Regions from separate parts of the Danio rerio genome. Here all the other regions are linked to region 2. Evidence: chromatin contacts called from public Hi-C and Micro-C data. All regions are on one chromosome and are shown on one strand. Each heading gives the region's core, a stretch centred on a gene start, on an enhancer-like site or on the middle of the called end of the contact. The rest is flanking DNA. Distances are from core to core; before and after follow the strand shown.

Region 1 (3,917 bases), core at 530-3,029, 200 kb after region 2:
TAGTCCATCTGCCTCAAGGTTGGACGTGTTGTGCGTTCAGAGATACTTTTCTGCAGACCTCGGTTGTAACGAGTGGTTATTTGAGTTACTGTTGCCTTTCTATCAGCTGCAACCAGTCTGGCTATTCTCCTCTGATATCAACTAGACATTTGTGCCCTCAGAACTGCCGCTCACTATATAATTTTTTCCCCTAGAGATTGTTGTGCATGAAAATCCCAGTAGATCAGCAGTTTCTGAAATACTTAGACCAGCCCATCTGGCTATATAATTTTATTTTATTATTATTATTATTATTATTATTAAGAATTTTCATTAACAATTTCATTAAGAAGAACTTTTTTGCTGCAGTTTTTATTTATGTTCCAGGTAATAATGTTTTAGACATGGCTACCTGTTGCTACTGTTTACTGTAGGTTCTGTTAAGCAATATATTTGGTAACATAAGCCTTTATCAGCATTTTTAAAGGTTACTAAGGGTCCAGTTTCCTGCAACAGTTTATTTTTTTTTTATTTTGACTGTAGTTTGGTTTAATGAAGTTTAATTTCATCCCAGTGTGATTAATGCCTTTGCTAAATGTTTTACTAAAGTAAATAAGTGTTTTTGTTAAGTCTTAGATGTAATTTCAAATTAGTTATTAAATTTTTTTTTAATTAAACTGTCCCCTCAAACCTGTTACAATCTTCAACCTCGTCACTGTATTCTCAACCCTGTGAAATTAATATTATTTTTTGGAAAATAAAATAAGGAAAACAATTAAATATAGAAAAAAATTCTTGCTGAGTACCAACCACCATGATAGGGCCTAACATTATGTGGTTTTGTGTAAGACATTCATTCATTCATTTTCTTTTCAGCTTAGTCACTTTATTATCTGGGGTTGGCACAGCGGAATGAACTGCCAACTTATCCAGCACACTTTTACGCAGCGGATGCCCTTCCAGCTGCAATCCATCTCTGGGAAACATCCACACACACACTCATTCACACACTCTCAAACACGATGGAAAATTTAGCCTACCCAATTCACCTGTACCACATTTCTTTGGACTGTGGGGAAACCAGAGCGCCCGGAGGAAACCCACGTGAAAATGCAAACTCCACACAGAAACGCCAACTAACCCCTTCTTGCTGTGAGGTGACAGTTGGGTAAGACATCTAAATTTAAAACTTTTTTAAAAAAATTAAGGGACCAAAGAATGCATAAATTGTATAATTGTAACTTAAATCAAATTTAAATCTAAAACTTAAAAATGGTATATTTTAGCCATTACATTTATTTGACATATGAGCAATAGGTAAATGTGGGTTTTTATAGCAAAAGCTTTGTAAAATACTATTATTAACAATTCAGTTTTGTCCGTTACGAGGTTGAGAATAAAGGGTGTCCAAATAAGAATAAAACAGAAAATAAAGGCTTTAATGCCTGAGCTGGGAAAACATGATTTTTAAAAAAATTTATTTAAATTGTGCCTAATTATGTAGGTTATTTATTAAAATATAATCAATACACTTTTAAAAATTAAGTTTGCTCAAGCTGAAATATTATCGAATGGCAGGAATGACCCACAAATCATTAATCATCGGATCAATGTACCAACAATAAACGCGTGTCGCTCACAAAATAATATAACGTTAGTTTTGTTGTCAAGTTAACGCTGTGTTAACTGTATCAGTTACATATTTGAAGTAATGACGGCCTCTGGCGGTGAGTTGTGAAAGTTGCAAGAGTACTTTTTCAATCTTTTCCTTTTCCAGCTTTCACTGTTGTTTGCAGCTCAGAAGAGAGTTACTTCCGCCTTCATCGAGAGGAATCTTGTTGCTCTGATTGTCCCCAGCCCATCCTTTCTGCTCCACACCTGAAAAAAAACAAACAAGCGAAAATAATGATAATGCACTTGCAGGAATTAGCTGCATATTTTTTGTGACAACATTGACAACAGTTCTCCAAATATTTGCTGGTCTGGCCTGTTGAAAAGTATTATGGCTACGTTAAAAAAGCAACTAAACTAACTACGCCAGACTTGTTGATTTGCAGCTTAAATATCTTTAACTCGTAGTAAAAGACAGCAAAAACTGGGCGATAATCTAACTTAAATACAACAACCCTGCTTAGGCTAATACTGTAAGTTTTGCAGTGATAGTTACCTGGAGGAGCAGGAAAGACTGAAAACGACGTCGAGGTGTTTTTGCCCCCACACACGTGAGTAACACTGGCATGTTTAATATTTCAAGGTTTGATAACCGCGGTATGATACGCTCTTGTTATAGTATTTTGAATGTCAATATTTGTTTGTCACAACTTTTAGTTTAAAAAAACTCTCCAAAATAAAGTCTAAACAACTAGTCTAATTTCATTAAGCTGATTGTTCTGAGCTAAAGTTTCTTAAATTAACTTTAGTCCCAGGCTTAAACTGCTGTTTAGGTGGTGAAGGGGTAAAAAGCTTTTGAAATGAACTGAAAAATTAGCCAAACTCTAAAACCATGACAGGTGAAAGTTTAACGTTAATATCATTAAGCCAGTCAGACCTGCTGGTTTAGTTTTTTTTTTTTAAATTATTATTATTTTCTCCACAGGGTGGTTGAAAATTCTGTCATGACATTTAAGAAAAACAATGTTTTGTGTTTTTGTTTTTTGACTGTAAAAGTTTAGTAAAAAATGTATTAACGTGTGTACCTATATTTTTAACTTGAACATCATGTTTGGCCTATAGATAGTATAGCAACATACTTAAAAAAATAAAAATAAAACCATGATACATTTTGGGAAAGTTAATTGACTTTTTTTCACATTTTATTTCAAAATTAGCAAGAATGTCAATTTTTTCTGACCCATAAAGACATATATTATCTTACCATCCAGTGTCTGTTGTTCCATTCTCCTCCTTGACCTTCTTAACTCCTTTGCCTTCAGTGCTTCTCGTACTTTCTGTAGGTTCTCTTCCTTCAACTTTCGCTCTTCCTCCAGTTTTCTCTCCTCTTCTTTCTCCATTTCTTTAACCTTTTCCAACACATTTTTACTTGAGATCATTGTCTCTCCATTGGTCTCCATCATTTTCGTGATCTTAGCCAGAAGATCAGCCACCTGGTCCTCACCCGCTTTGGGATTGCTGTACAAAGCATGGAAACGGCCTCCACATTTCTCAACCAGCTTATACAGCTCCACATTCAACTCTACTTCTTGCTTTAGGCTGGAACCACGCAATTGCTTTCTGTCTAAGATGGTGAAGAGCACCAAGCTGTGTCTCCAAGCTTCTTGACCAAACAGCTCTATGTGTTCTTCCACGGCATGCCGCTCACGCTGGGAGAAGGAGAATGACAGTGGCACCACCAGCAGCAGAGCATGGGCACCAGGCTGGCACAGACTCATACTCATCATCATCTCTTTCTTTACGAACCATAGTGATGTAGAGGAGCCATTGACTTTGAACCATTCCCAACCTGGAGTGTCCACCACTTGCACCTGGCGTCCTCTCACCAGACCCTGACGTGCAAAACACACTCGTGTCTTCACCCCGACCTCATCAAAGGCTTTCTTGCCCAGAATGGCATTGCCAACAGCACTTTTTCCAGATTCTGTCACTCCGATCAGGACAAGTCTCAGTTTAGGAAGCTCAGAAAGGTTAATGCCTTGTTCTGCATACAGAAAAGCAGTATAGAGATGATGATTTTTATTTACTTTTTTACTGAGGTGAAATGAAACAGGCTGATCAAATTTATTACAATTTTAATCTTAGCCAAAAGAGGAAGATACTGTATTTACATTTTTAATAATTGAATTGAATTATTATTATAATATTTATAATAAAATACTCTATTTATAAGATGCATTTATTCAAATTATTTAGAATCTACATGGACATGTTCAATGTGAAAATGCTACTAATAATAACTATAACAGTAAAAATAATAATAATAG
Region 2 (3,830 bases), core at 933-3,432:
AGTGCCCACTGACTGGCACAAAGACATAAAAGCTGTGAGAGTTGACTTAATACGTTTGATGCATCTGAGATCACGGACTTTAGTTATGATGCATCAAGTAAACACACAGTTTTCCTCCAAACCCTGTGATGCCTTGGGGAACAAAACCAAAGCATGCTGGCAGAATCACTACCTCCCCACTCAACGAAATGGCTGCCGGTTGGACATGAAGATGTTGTATCTGCAGTGCATGGGTTCCCTTTTACTAAAGACTCAGCTCTGCCCTCTGCTGTTCAAGATGAAGAAAACCCAGGAGGAATGCATCAGCTACTACTTCAGCAGGGGATTCAGAGTACATTTCATTCAAAAATCAGATATTTAATTGTTCCTTTTTGTGTTTGTTATTTGATTCTTTTAAATTGGAGTCTTTGTCCTTTGTGGGGACATTAGACTCTGAAAGTCACTAGAACTTTTTTTTTAAGTTTTGTTTGGTGCATTGAGAATGTAAAACACTTTATTATTAATAATAATAATTTTATTATTATAATTATTATTATTGTTATTTTGTGGCAAGGGATGTGCTAATGAATGGATCTCTTGTCTTTAACTATACATGTTCACTGCATTTAGTTCAGATTAAGCGATACCTACCTACTGATGTAAAACACACTGCTGACTTGAAATGACTAGACAGTTCTCATGTTTTGTCTAATAAAATATATATAAAAAGTCCTTTCTTAGTTTATTGTTAATGCTGTGGAGTTATAGGTTTTTATTTTTTATTTAACTTTATTAGTTAGTGAAAAATATTAGTGTTAGTGAAATACATTCTCAGAGTGTATTTATTATTACTTCTACATTTTACTAAATCATCAATAAAATAAAAAGTTGTTTATTAATTAATCGATATGCCAAATGCAAATCAGCATATTAGAAAGCTTTCTGATGGGTTTTGTGACACTAAAGACCAGAGTAGCTTGTTGAATTCAGCTTTTGGCATCCTAAAAAAATAAATCACATTTTTACCCACATTTACACTGATGCATTATTTTAAATGGTAAAAATATATCTCAGTAACAGGCTGCTTGCTTTGCTGTGCTTCTGATAACAAAAGGTATTTAATGGTACATAACACGTAGCAACACAAGAGAGTATTTTCTTTTTTTATTTGAGTGGTTGAGTAGCTTATGAACAGTAAAATAATAGAGATTGAATGTGCCTGAAGAAATATTTATTATGCCTGAGACTGTGCTTGCTGAATGTTTATAATAATTATTACATGAAAATCAGTAGAAGTAAAAAAAAAAGTTGTTGTTAGAGAGAGAGAGAGAGAGCACCTAAAAATTAATTCAGTCATCAATTACTCACCCTTTACATGTTTCAAACCTTTGAGTTATTTGCTTCTATTAAACCCAAACGAAGAAATTTTTTCAATGAAATTTAAAGGCCAGTAACTATTGACTTCTATAATATTTTCAGGCATACAATCGGTCTAAAAAAATAATTTTTAATACCTGAGGCTGTGCTTGTTGAAAGTTCTAAGTCAAAGCCAGCTTTATTGTCAATTCAGCCATATGTACAGGACATATAAAGAATCGAAATTACGTTACTCAGAAGTTTCTGATACATATAACAAAAATCAGTAGAAGTAAATAAAAGTTGTAATTAAATGGATAGTTCATCCCAAAAAAATTTAATTCAGTTATCAATTACTCCCCCTTTACCGGTTTCAAATGTTTTGTGAGTTATTCGCTTCTTTTGAACACAAAAGATATTTTGAACAGAGTTGGAAACCTGTAACCATTGAATCACATGGTATTTGATTTTACTACCATGGATGTCAGTTTTACAGGTTTTTCAGTGTTCTTGGAATTATCTTGTTTCGTGTTCAACAGAATAAATAAACTCCTAAAAAAGTGATATCATGTGGTTGAGTAAATAGTTTTAAGTGAGCAATCCCTTTAACTCCCCTTCATGTGTTACTGATTCTGCTTGCAAACTGTTTTAGATAGTCACGTACACCGTCCGATAATGATAGTAATAAACATCAAGATTAAAATAATTTAAAAACTATTGAGATTTTTTACACACTTTCAACATACTTCAGCCACGTGTGGAGTCCAATTCATTACTACTCTCCCATAGAGGGCGACGCCGCCACTGGAGGATCATAACGTCTGTGCGAAAGACACAAGTTGTGACGCATACACGTCGAACGTGCTTCCAGCTTTATAAGGAAGCGCCGCATTCCTTTCGCCCTCTTTTAATCGGACAGGAGACGAAATGGTGAGTGTGCGGCTTTTACTTACAACCCGATCAAAATCAAACGCATCGTACTTTTTACAGATACATCCCAGTTTGTGTTGTATTTATTAAAGCCAGATAAGCGTTTTATTATGTTTATTGCAGGTTGTAAGAGGGTTTTACGCATGGCGCACGGGTTTTCGGCTGTATGAGGAAATGGCAACATTCTTGTCTAAATTAGGCTTAAAAACAAGTATACACGACTGAAGGTTTTGTTAATCTCAAAACTGAAATCTAAGATTGTTACTTAAATAATAAAGAATTTTTTTTGTAAGTGTTTGTAATGGCCACGGTCTCCACACGTTGTGCGGCAGCCGGCGAGTCAGGCCTCGGTTTTATTAGCCAGAAGTTAAAGTAACCGTGTCTTTTATATATGTATTTTTGTATTTAACGTTCTCATGGTAATTTTAAAGTCATATATGCGATACAGTTTTGTGTACAATGGTTTTTTTTTTCTGAGTGAAGTTGTGAATTGCAATAACGGTAAATAAGGTTTTTTAAGTTAAGGAATGTTTTGAGTTTTAACGTTAGTTCAATTTGTTAAATATATATTTGCAGTAAAATCTCAAAATAAACTTAACAGAAATTAACTCTATTGAAACCTTACAAGAATTTATGCTTTCCAAATCGACAAACCACAGAGTTACAGGGTCAGAAAATGTTAAATTTGTGAGTTTTTAAATGTTATTTAAATGAGGAAATTAAACGTGTTATAGGCGATTAAAAAACGTTACAACATACTTTGTAAAAATTCTGCTAATTGCACAACCCAAAATAATGCTAAAGGATGGGTCTGCGCACTATAGAAGAAACAATTAATTTTAGTTGACTTAATGCATTCATGAGGATAAAGCTATGCAGTTATGGAGATGACACCATTATGGATGTGAAGAATGTGAAATTGGCACTTTTGCTTTATTTTGGTAAAACAAATATAAATATTTTAAAACATTAACAAATATTGAGTTTTTTTTCTTTTACTACGTACTGTAAAATACATGCTTGCAAAAACTTTTTTACATGTTTTTTTTTTTTTGGCAAGGTTAACATTTGCATGCATCTCATTCACTCCTTTGTGAAGCATTATAATTTATTTACATTTCCCTCTTTTAGTCTCACCGTAAATTTTCGGCCCCACGCCACGGCTCTCTGGGTTTCCTGCCCCGCAAGAGGTGCAAACGCCATCGTGGCAAGGTGAAGAGTTTTCCCAAAGATGATCCCAGCAAGCCTGTTCACCTGACTGCTTTCCTTGGCTACAAGGCTGGCATGACCCACATAGTCCGTGAGGTCGACAGACCTGGCTCAAGTGAGTGACCCCTTCAGTTCTTGCATGCTGAAATTTTATGTCTGCCATTGATGATACTCTCGACGGGCGGACATATTTGGGCCATGAGCCCTTGCTGAATGTCGAGTACTGAGAGCAGTTGCATAACTTTAAAAATATCTTTGATCAGTCTGGTTGTATAAAACTTTTTTTTATTGCAGAATTTAAAGTTTTGTTTTTTTTAAACCCATTCAGAGGTCAACAAAAAGGAGGTGGTGGAGGC
Region 3 (4,009 bases), core at 863-3,362, 180 kb after region 2:
GTATACTGAAGGCGGATTCACCCTGCTTTGAACTCTTGGAATTTCTAACTTACTTGATCCTAATGATCTGAGTGTTCTGGTAGTTTTGTATTCAGTGAGCATATCTGTAATGTATTGAGGCCCTAGACCATTTATTGATTTATAAACAAGTAATTATATTTTAAAATCTATTCTGAATGTAACTCAGAGCCAGTGTAAAGACCCGAGGACAGGTGTAATGTGGTATGATTTTCTAATTCTGGTTAGAATTCTGGCCACAGTGTTCTGGATGAGCTACAACTCTCTGACTGTTTTTTTTGGGAAGGCCGGTGAGGAGTTTGTTACAGTAATTCACCCTGCTGCTGATAAAACCATGAACAAGTTTCTCTATAGTCCTCACTGGAAACAAAGCATCTAATTCTTGCAATACTGCAAAGAAACCATAGGTCTGGCGATCATACTATCAGTGCTCATTTGTAGGGGAGGCTTGTGTGTTGTTGATTTAAAAAAAAAATTGGTTTATCTAACCCCATTACTTTGTTCATTATTTGGCCAAAACAAAAAGTGTAACTTTGTCCCCACTCTCCCCTATAGAACAAAAACAACAAAAGTTTTAGATGTTACTCCACTCTTACATTTTTAGCTAGGAATTCACTTGGGGCAAAATGGTTTAAACTAGGCATGGGCCAGTATGAGTTTCTGACTGTATAAATATCATGGTTTTACAGTGTCACAGTATTATGATTACTGCTCTAAAATATATTATTTTTAAATGTCTGGGTAACCAACAACAACTTTCCCTCTATTGAAAACAATATATTTTATTTCAGGAAACATTTGGAACAGTAATAATGTCAGGCTAAATATTTAAAATAAATAATTGACTTCTGCTGTCTTCATTAGTTTCAAAAACACAGATTTCTTTACAAAACATACCCCTTACAAATACCTTAGAAATGATATAACAGAACATTTTAGCGGTTTTAAAACCTTGACTTTTGCAAATCACTGTAAACCTTGAAACTGGTTATCATCCCATGCCTAGTTGAAACCACATTATTTGCAGGACATATATGGCATCTTTAATCCTTTCCCTAACTAAACAAATAACAAGCAGTGAATCCCAAATGGCATACTGTATAGCCTATCACTCTCTTAAAAGAGTGAAAACAATCATCCAAACTGCACTGGTCAAAACTGGCCACTTTGAAGTGCTCTCAGAATGAAAGATTTCAAGGGCACAAGTGATGGATACTTCAGGCCTCCATGAATGCAGAAAAGTTGTTTGGTGTCAAACATTGTGTTCTATTCAGAAAGGCTCATTCCTATGCACTATCCTTTCATCCTAACCTTTTAAAGCTGGGTAAAGCCTTCAAATGCGAAGATTAGGCCAAAGGGATGAGCCCCTCTGAATAGAATACAGTGTAGTTGGAGAAACTCGAAAGATCTTTTCTCGTACAGTTGTTCAATGGTGACCTCATGTGGACACTGCGCATACCTTAAGAAAACAAATTAAATATATTTGCAATATGCAATTTTTTATGTGTTATACATATGATTTTAAGTAAACTGGGCTATTGCTGTTATTTTTATTGTTATTAATATTATTTTACTTTTCATTTGAAAAAGGCAATCCTGTTAACAAAGTGTGTCGGGATCTAAAAAGATGGGTACCCTCTCATTGAACAGCATAATTATTCAAGAGTAAAGTAATCATTCATTCATTAGTCCCTTTATTAATTTGGGGTCGCCACAGCGGAATTAACCGTCAATTTAGCATATGTTTTGCGCAGCGGATGCCCTTCTAGCCGCAATCCATCACTGGGAAAAAGTATGTAAAAATATCAAATTGTGCACAAAATTTCATGGCTGGTTGCTTACACCGCAATATGGACATTTATAATGTTTGTACTTTTTTTAACATTTATATCTCATATGGAACTATTTAAAAGTATTTAATATTTACATAATTTATCTTTGCATAGCATCAGTGAGCGTTTAAAACCAAGCCACACTTTTCACGAGAATGAATTTTTTTAAAAAAAATCTGAAAACATATTTCCCAAAACCAGGACATCCCTAACTGCATGAGGTTCAACGCCCTCTTATGGACTGAACAAACGCATGACGCTAAAAGCCATGTGAGCACAGGAATGTCTGACGGAGTCATCAGCAGCACAGCCATACAATGCGCCTTTATATTGTCTTTGGCTGATGGCGACTGATAACATTCAACGTGGAACTATTTTTCGTGAGAGAAGCAAGTTGGGATTTGATTGACGCAGAATTCTTGGTTACAGGCGGAGCAACTGAAATGGAGAAAAGAAACCGAAACCTAAGTCTCCTCCATTATAAACAAAAGATTTACCTGTAGTTTTCTTTACTCAGTCTAGCAGGTTTACATCGGCATAGCAGGCTGTACGATGGACAGCAGGTGAGTAGCCTGTTATTTTATATAAGTAATATTTTAGATCGAAGTTGTTTGTTTGCTGCCATATGTTAAAGTTACTTAAATGTAATTTATCTGTCAACAATTGGGCTAAATTTTTGAGTTTGTTTTCCTGTTAAACAAACACGAAGATAATATGACATTGTTGTTGGGTAAATTCAGCCATTAACTTTAACTGTATTTTTGGTTAATATGGATGTCAATAGCTGTTTTTTTCCAACATTCTTCAGATTCTCTTTTAATGTGTTGAACAGAAGAAATAAATTCTTAAAGGTTGATTGTTTATGAGTAAATTGTGTGGAAATGTACATTTTGAGTGAACAATCCCTTAACTTAGATAAGTCATTTCAGAGTGAAATCCTTGAGTTCGTTTATAACCAGATGAAGGAGCTTAACTTTTGTCCATCAGATGAGATAAGTTATATAACAAAACAACAACAACAGCAACACAGAAAGCAGAAAAACTAGATAGAAGTAAAGTTGGTTTTATATTCGCACATTCCGACCTCTGCGTTCAATAAGTTTGTTAATCAGCAAGTAAAGAATCCAAATTCAATTATTTACCGTTGTAGTCGATTATGAGCAAAATGTACGCCACACTTTTCTGTCAAACTCAGCGTTTTAAAGGAGTAGAAAAACACGCTTACCTCTATGAAGGAGGTGACGTCATCGCTTTTTTGAGGGACCGTCTACAAACTATCAGTTTGTAAAATCAAGCTGCCAACGTTCACTGTCTATAGTAAGCCTACTACTTAATCTTAATAAAATCATCTGCAAACAATATATCACAGACATGTTTATGTATACATTATATTAAAACAATTTAAAAACATAAAACCTTTAGAATAGACTTAGTAATTTAGAATAGTATATTAGTATAGAATAGTAATTTTATACACTGATTTTTGAGTTATGATTAATGTATATACACTTTACACAAGTATACATGTTCATGTGTAATATGAATAACTATATATGTTTTTTCCCCTCTTCTTTTTCCTAATTATTTACAGATTGTACGCAAGCAAAAGATGGCCAGATTGAGACTTGTGAACTTCACCACTGGCTCCCTCCTTTAAAATGTTACTCTGCTGAAGTACATGTGAATAAAAAAATATTTTCAAGACAGCAAATAACAGTGTCATGAAATGAGTTCGGCTCATGTGGACGAAAAGAGTCCAAAATGAGAATCTATGCATTTGGGGATTTACAATGCTATTATTCACTTTGGAATGTTTTTTTTTTTTACTTGCATGTATTTGCACAATATTTTTATACATAATTGCCACATATTACATAGTAATGTAATAAGTTGTACTTTCATTACATATTAAGTGAGATTCTTGCCAATGTTTGTTTCATGTCCCATGTGTCAATATAGAGCTGCACTAGGAAGACCAGCAGACCTTTTGTAATTTGTGTTTGTAATCAATGTAATTGCATGATAAAATGATGAAATGGGAGATGTAATGGATTTATTCTTAAATTATCATTGTGTATGAAGTGTGCTTTTTAAATAAACTTGTTTTGAAATGCAAGAAAAATACTATAAAAATATGCTTATAAATATTCTTATAAATT

Evidence for each region. Hi-C and Micro-C count contacts between places; a contact is called where the count stands out from the background.
Region 1: a Hi-C map of hematopoietic stem cells shows a contact between it and region 2, with 2.4 times the contacts expected there. The contact joins the promoter of sult3st1 here to the promoter of rpl3 in region 2. A contact is called at or near these places in 4 of 18 Hi-C or Micro-C datasets (caudal fin, embryo, hematopoietic stem cells and 1 more) and 1 of 4 datasets of contacts at active chromatin or transcription factors (caudal fin).
Region 3: a Micro-C map of caudal fin shows a contact between it and region 2, with 5 times the contacts expected there. The contact joins the promoter of apol here to the promoter of rpl3 in region 2. A contact is called at or near these places in 2 of 18 Hi-C or Micro-C datasets (caudal fin and fibroblasts) and 1 of 4 datasets of contacts at active chromatin or transcription factors (caudal fin).

The regions. Positions count from the first base shown.
Region 1 is chr3:28,416,947-28,420,863 of GRCz12tu, reverse strand. sult3st1 (sulfotransferase family 3, cytosolic sulfotransferase 1) reads left to right here and starts at 1,779. Exons shown (of 7, transcript XM_682056.9): 1 at 1,779-2,201. It overlaps LOC798736, which reads right to left. Exons shown (of 3, transcript XM_021473977.3): 2 at 2,855-3,634; 3 at 500-1,857. The coding sequence ends at 1,760.
Region 2 is chr3:28,617,925-28,621,754 of GRCz12tu, reverse strand. rpl3 (ribosomal protein L3) reads left to right here and starts at 2,182. Exons shown (of 9, transcript NM_001001590.1): 1 at 2,182-2,265; 2 at 3,397-3,589; 3 at 3,803-3,830. The coding sequence starts at 2,263. It overlaps slc25a39 (solute carrier family 25 member 39), which reads left to right. Exons shown (of 12, transcript NM_200486.1): 12 at 1-712.
Region 3 is chr3:28,434,729-28,438,737 of GRCz12tu, reverse strand. apol (apolipoprotein L) reads left to right here and starts at 2,112. Exons shown (of 5, transcript XM_001339206.10): 1 at 2,112-2,413. The coding sequence starts at 2,403. LOC101886115 reads right to left here and starts at 3,107. Exons shown (of 5, transcript XR_012401033.1): 1 at 3,076-3,107.